Regions from separate parts of the Ovis aries genome. Here region 2 is linked to region 1. A link is a contact called in public Hi-C data. All regions are on one chromosome and are shown on one strand. Each heading gives the region's core, a stretch centred on a gene start, on an enhancer-like site or on the middle of the called end of the contact. The rest is flanking DNA. Distances are from core to core; before and after follow the strand shown. Region 1 has its middle 13 kb from the start of NOTCH2. Region 2 has its middle 29 kb from the start of SEC22B.

Region 1 (2,700 bases), core at 160-2,659:
GTGACTGACACAGGTTAATGGTTACAAAGCACGTCCATGATTAGTGTCACATTCAGACTCCCCTTTGAGAGGTAGAAAGGGATAAAAACAATACTATCTACTCCATGAGGATTAAGTCTGTGAGGATTAAATGCAATAAACCACTTAGCATTGGGGCCTGGCACAGAGTAAACACTATTAAACATTTCTAGTAGCACATTGCTGGCCCATATCACTGATGAGGAACCACAGCTCAGAGAGGCTAAGTTCAGGTTGTCTGGTTAAGTGGTGGAATTCAGTTAAGAATCTGTCTCCAGACTCCAAGGCCATTTTAGGAAATTATCGGTTGACACTGCAATCATGGGAGGAAAAAAGCCCAGCCTCAGAGGAAGAGCATGCAGGACAGTTTTATGGTGGGTGAGTAGGCAGAAGTGTTTAGAGATGAAGCACTGCTCAAGGGGCGGTCGAGCACCAGCCATGTACCACAGTGGCTGCGCTGTTCAGTTTTGGTTTGGCAAATGCTGCCTTCCTGCAGTGCCTGCATGTATCTTGTCCTCTTTCCCTTCTGCTTCCTTCTTCTCACCAGCCCCTTCACCTGACCTGAGTCGTGCTCCAGGCTTCCAGGCTCAACACAAACAGATCTTTGTGGCAGCTTTCCTGCACACCTACTCATACAGGCCCCCACAGCGTGTATGCTGTGAGTATGTGTGAGTATGTGTGCTGTGGGCTAAGCTGTTTCAGTGGTGCCCGACTCTTTGCAACCCCATGGACTATAGCCTGCCAGGCTCCTCTGTCCATGGGATTCTCCAGGCAACTGGAGTGAGTAGCCATTCCCTTCTCCAGGGGAGCTTCCCGACCCAGGGATCGAACCCAGGCCTCCTGTGTCTCCTGCATTGCAGGCAGATTCTTTACTGCTGAGCTACAGGGGAAGCCCCTTGTGAGACTACTTGTCTGATATTCTCCCCAGCTGGAATGGAAGCAATGAGAAATTATCAGCTTTATCCCACTTGCTGGCTGGCGTATCCGCAGCACCCCTATGGCGTCCGGCACATTTGTTAAATGCGGACTAGCTGCTGGCCAATAGAAAGATGGAGAGGAAGAAGATTAAGAAAGAAGTGAGAAGATGCCAGCATGAACTTAAAATGTTTTACCATTTTGCCACAGATCTGCTCTGGGTAGTGCTGCTGGAGGTGTGAGGCAATGTCTAGCAGGCAACTAGAAGGAATTGAAGGAGGACTCCAACACACAGGAAAGGCATGGAGAAGTGAAGCAAAGTCAAGAGTAACACACACAGGGAAGAGCCCATCTTAGGCCACAGCTTCTACAGACAGTTGAAAGGGGGCTGAGAAGGAACCATTTCTCAGCCTCTTGTTGGTTGCCTTTTGCTAGAAAGAATCAGGATGCCTGCTCTCCACAGATGACTGACTACAGAACACGAAGGGGAAGAGGGAGGGAAGGAGTTTCCACTGGGGTGCTATATTTCTGACCCTGCCTGTTGACAGCAAACAGTAGTGGTGGTGGGACTTTTGGCAGGAAGCATCCCCCTCTGGGGTCTGGGGGCATCAGGATGGTGCCAAGAGGTGGAGCAACCCTGGCATCCCAGAGCCCCAGCTTTTTCCCTCTGCACCCTCGTGGAGGAGACTCCACGATCTCTCCTGCCTCCTCCTGGGTTAGGGCAGAGGAGGGAGGACACGAGCCTGGTCTCCAGCGGGGGCCATTTCGTTTACATTCCCACCCCTGGGCCCTGGGAAGCCCCGAGTTCCCACACTCACTGAGGCAGGAAGGTCGCCACGGACACCTCATCTGTCCGGGTCGCTGACTGACTACAGATAAGCAGCAGCTGCTGCGTCCACACTGAGGTCACCTCCCAGATTGCCCACCCTGAAACCAGGCGGACAAGGGCCCAATCTCTGCCCGCCAGTGGGGCACCCACAGGGCTTCCAGCCGAGGCCCAGTGACTGCAGTGGGGGCTCCCTGCAGAGCTCACTTTAGCAGAGCTGCCAGACGTGACCCAGGAAAGACAAAGCCTTAGAGACACCGGCCCACAGCTGTCAAGCACTTGACAGTTTCACAGCGCTCTGCTGCAGGCTCTTTCTCACATCACTCTGACCACCGCCCGTGAAGATCTCAGAGCAGGTGTTTTTGTGTCCATTTTGCAGATGAGTAAACAGCTTCAGGATGTTTGATAGATTTGCCCCAAGTTCTCACAGCTAGGCAGTGCTGAAAGCTGTTTTTGCACTGCCTAGTTGGTGGGTCTTTCCATTACTACATGCAAACAGAACAAACCAAGTGGACAAGTTCTAATTTTTATCCCTGAAAGAGCATTCTTTCTCCCTCCCAGGTTTAACCTGTCTTCTACTCAGGCCTGGGCTTTAATGAAAAACCCTTCAGGCTTGGAGTCTGAGTCATGATTCCTCTTCTGGTCAGCCAAGTGACTTAGCAGCTGTGCGATTCTGGAGCTGATTTTCCTGAATATTTGCTTCCATGCGTTTAAAATGGAGGTGATGTTCCTCAAGTTGTGGGGCTGTGATAAGGGTTAAGAATAACAATAAATATCTACTGAGTATTTTCCATTCCCTTGGCCCAGTTCTAAACCCTCATGTGCACTGATTTATTGAATTCTCACAGCAATCCTGTGTGGAAGAGCGCTCAGTCATTCAGTAGTGTCTGACTCTCTGCAGCCCCATGGACTATAGCCTGCCAGACGCCTCTGTCCATGGG
Region 2 (2,700 bases), core at 134-2,633, 43 kb before region 1:
TGCCAATGACTTACAAATCTCTACTTCTCCTAACTCCAGACTCAACTGCCTTCGAGAATCTCTCTACCTGGAAATTCCTGAAACCATATTAGCACACTCCCTTCAAACTATTCCCCCTCTGCTACTGCTGCTGCTAAGTCACTTCAGTCATGTCCGACGCTGTGAGACCCCACAGACGGCAGCCCACCAGGGTCCCCTGTCCCTGGGATTCTCCAGGCAAGAACACTGGAGTGGGTTGCCATTTCCTTCCCCAATGCATGAAAGTGAAAAGTGAAAGTGAAGTCGCTCAGTCGTGCCGGACTCTTAGTAACCCCATGGTCTGCAGCCCACCAGGCTCCTTCCTCCATGGGATTTTCCAGGCAAGAGTACATCTAAATATGTGTCACAATATCCACCCAGATGCTCTAGCCAGAAACCTAGGGTGCATCCTTGATTACTCTTGCTCACCCTCCACCTTCCGTCAATAACCAAGTCCAGTAAAATCTAATCCTTTGGATTTACCCACTCACCTTTATCCCTATCTGGCCTAAGTGATCACCTCTGGATTTCTGCAATTCTTTGCTAGTTTCTTGCCTCTAGTTTTTCTCCCCTTGGATCACTGTTACCAGTCACCAGAAAGTTTTTAATAAATGTAATTCTGATAAATTCACCTCCTTTGCTTAAAATCGTTTACTTGCTTCCCACTGTCCTTAGGCTAGAGCTCCAACTCCTTAGCGTGGCTTATAAGCTCTTCATGATCGGCAACCTGCCTACCTGCTGTCTGTGTTCCACTCCCACTGGATTCCAGTGTTTCAAATACGTACCACTTCCTCTTGCTTCTTGACCTTCACAAATACTCTTTCCTTTGCCTGGAATGCTGTATCAGAACCATACCTAGTCAACATCAACATCAAACATACCTAGTCTAAATTCTACCCCCAAATTGTCATTTCTCTGATTCCTCAGTCATAATTGAATTTGGACACAATTCTAAATTAACTCGAATTAAAACCCAAATTAATCTTATCCCAGCTGATATATTTCTTATTTCTCTGAAAAATACCATCCAAGGATATGTTCTAATGAAAAATGTATTTGAACTAATTAACTTAGATCAGGATTGACTTTTACCATAACTGAATATAAACTGGAACATATTTTTTAAATTACTGGGATGTTTCCTTGATTATTATTCATCATGACATTCTGTCTTTGGAATTTTTTGTTCATTTCCAGTTGGCTTCTACTGCTCTCCTGTCTTACCTCTCAGCCCTTCCCCTCTGGTTAGCCTACACTTGCCCTTCGTTGGATCCAGTTTGCATGCAGTGGTAGCTGCTGTGGGGCTGTGGTTAAATAGAACTGCTCAGACTGCAACAGGAAAGCACTGAATCGAAAGCAAGGGAGAGGAAGCACAAACCGATACCCACCACAAAGCTGCTGAGTGCCCAGCATGACCCAAGCCGCACCCTCTGATGGGGAGTCTTGTGGAGGAGTAAGAAGCCACAGAGTTTAATAAATCATCAGCACAGCCTGCTCTCCACTTCCCGTGATCCAGCCTTCCTGGGTTACATGGATGTCACCAAGTTCTGGCCTAGGAAAGTGGGTGATGGCAGAATAGCCACCAGAGAAGTAGGGGTTAGGGGAAAGCCCCTCAGATGAATGGCTGTGGACCATTTGTCTCAAACTGTCCATAGGGTCCAGCTCTATAAGCAGAAAGAGCCCTGGTATATGAGTGTTTCAAAGGAGCTGTCTACTTGAGTGATTCCCAGATGTAGGTTCCCATGTTCCCTGAAATATCTTTCCTACCTGCCTTAAAAGCTGCTTAAGTACTGGCCAGTACTATTTTATTTTATAGCTGAAGACAAGGCCCTTGTGAGATGCCATCAGAGAGCTTTAAATTCATGTCAAGGTATAAATGACTATTTTCAGATTCTCTCCTGACTTCGATGGCGGGAGAAAGAGAAGGGAAGGAGGAGAGAACATCACAGATGTATTCCCCCTACTTTATGAATTAGCCCATGCCTGCCCTGGTTATTTATGTTTGTTGCCTTTGCTACCAAAGGAGACGCTATGGAGAGGGAAATGGCAACCCACTCCAGTACTCTTGCCTGGGAAATCCCATGAACAGAGGAGCCTGGCAGGCTACAGTCCATGGGGTCACAAAAGAGTCACGTATGACTTAGTGACTATCCCACAACAGCAACCCTGTGGTAGCCAGCCTCCAGGGAGACCCTCAGTGATCCTTGCCTCTGTGTATACCCCAGGTAGTCTCCCCGCACCGAATCAGAGCTGAACTGTGTGGCCAGTTAGTGAAGACAACTATATACAACTTCTGAGGATAGGTCGTAAAAGTCTCTGTGGCATCTGCCTTGTTCTCTGGGCTCACCTTTCTGGGGAAGTTAGCTGTCATGCCATGAGGACATTCAGGCAGCTCTGCCAAGAGGACCACATGAGCATAAGGGAGGCCTCCCACCAGTGGCCAGCACCATGTGGCTTGCTAGCCATGTGACTGGGCTACCTTTAATTCTCCATCCCCAATCAAGCTTTCAAATGATTGCAGTCAGTATCTGGATAAAACTCATCAAAATAAAAAAACTCCTGAGCCCCCCAAAACCCCAGCTAAACCCACTGAAACTATAAGAAAATAAATGTCTATTGTTTTATTTTTTAAAAAAAGGAAACGCTAATTGTTCAGCAGCCAGAGTTCTAGGGAAGGAGATG

The links. Hi-C and Micro-C count contacts between places; a contact is called where the count stands out from the background.
Region 2: a Hi-C map of blood shows a contact between it and region 1, with 1.8 times the contacts expected there. The contact joins two enhancer-like sites. A contact is called at or near these places in 3 of 16 Hi-C or Micro-C datasets (blood and omental adipose tissue).

Annotation. Positions count from the first base shown.
Region 1 is chr1:97,514,635-97,517,334 of ARS-UI_Ramb_v3.0, reverse strand. No RefSeq gene overlaps it. Among named protein-coding and RNA genes, the nearest start is that of NOTCH2, 13 kb to the right of the region's middle. Within about 2 kb of position 1,409, at least 2 of the 54 cell types and tissues checked have an H3K27ac peak or open chromatin away from gene starts, as enhancers often do.
Region 2 is chr1:97,557,949-97,560,648 of ARS-UI_Ramb_v3.0, reverse strand. No RefSeq gene overlaps it. Among named protein-coding and RNA genes, the nearest start is that of SEC22B, 29 kb to the left of the region's middle. Within about 2 kb of position 1,383, at least 7 of the 54 cell types and tissues checked have an H3K27ac peak or open chromatin away from gene starts, as enhancers often do.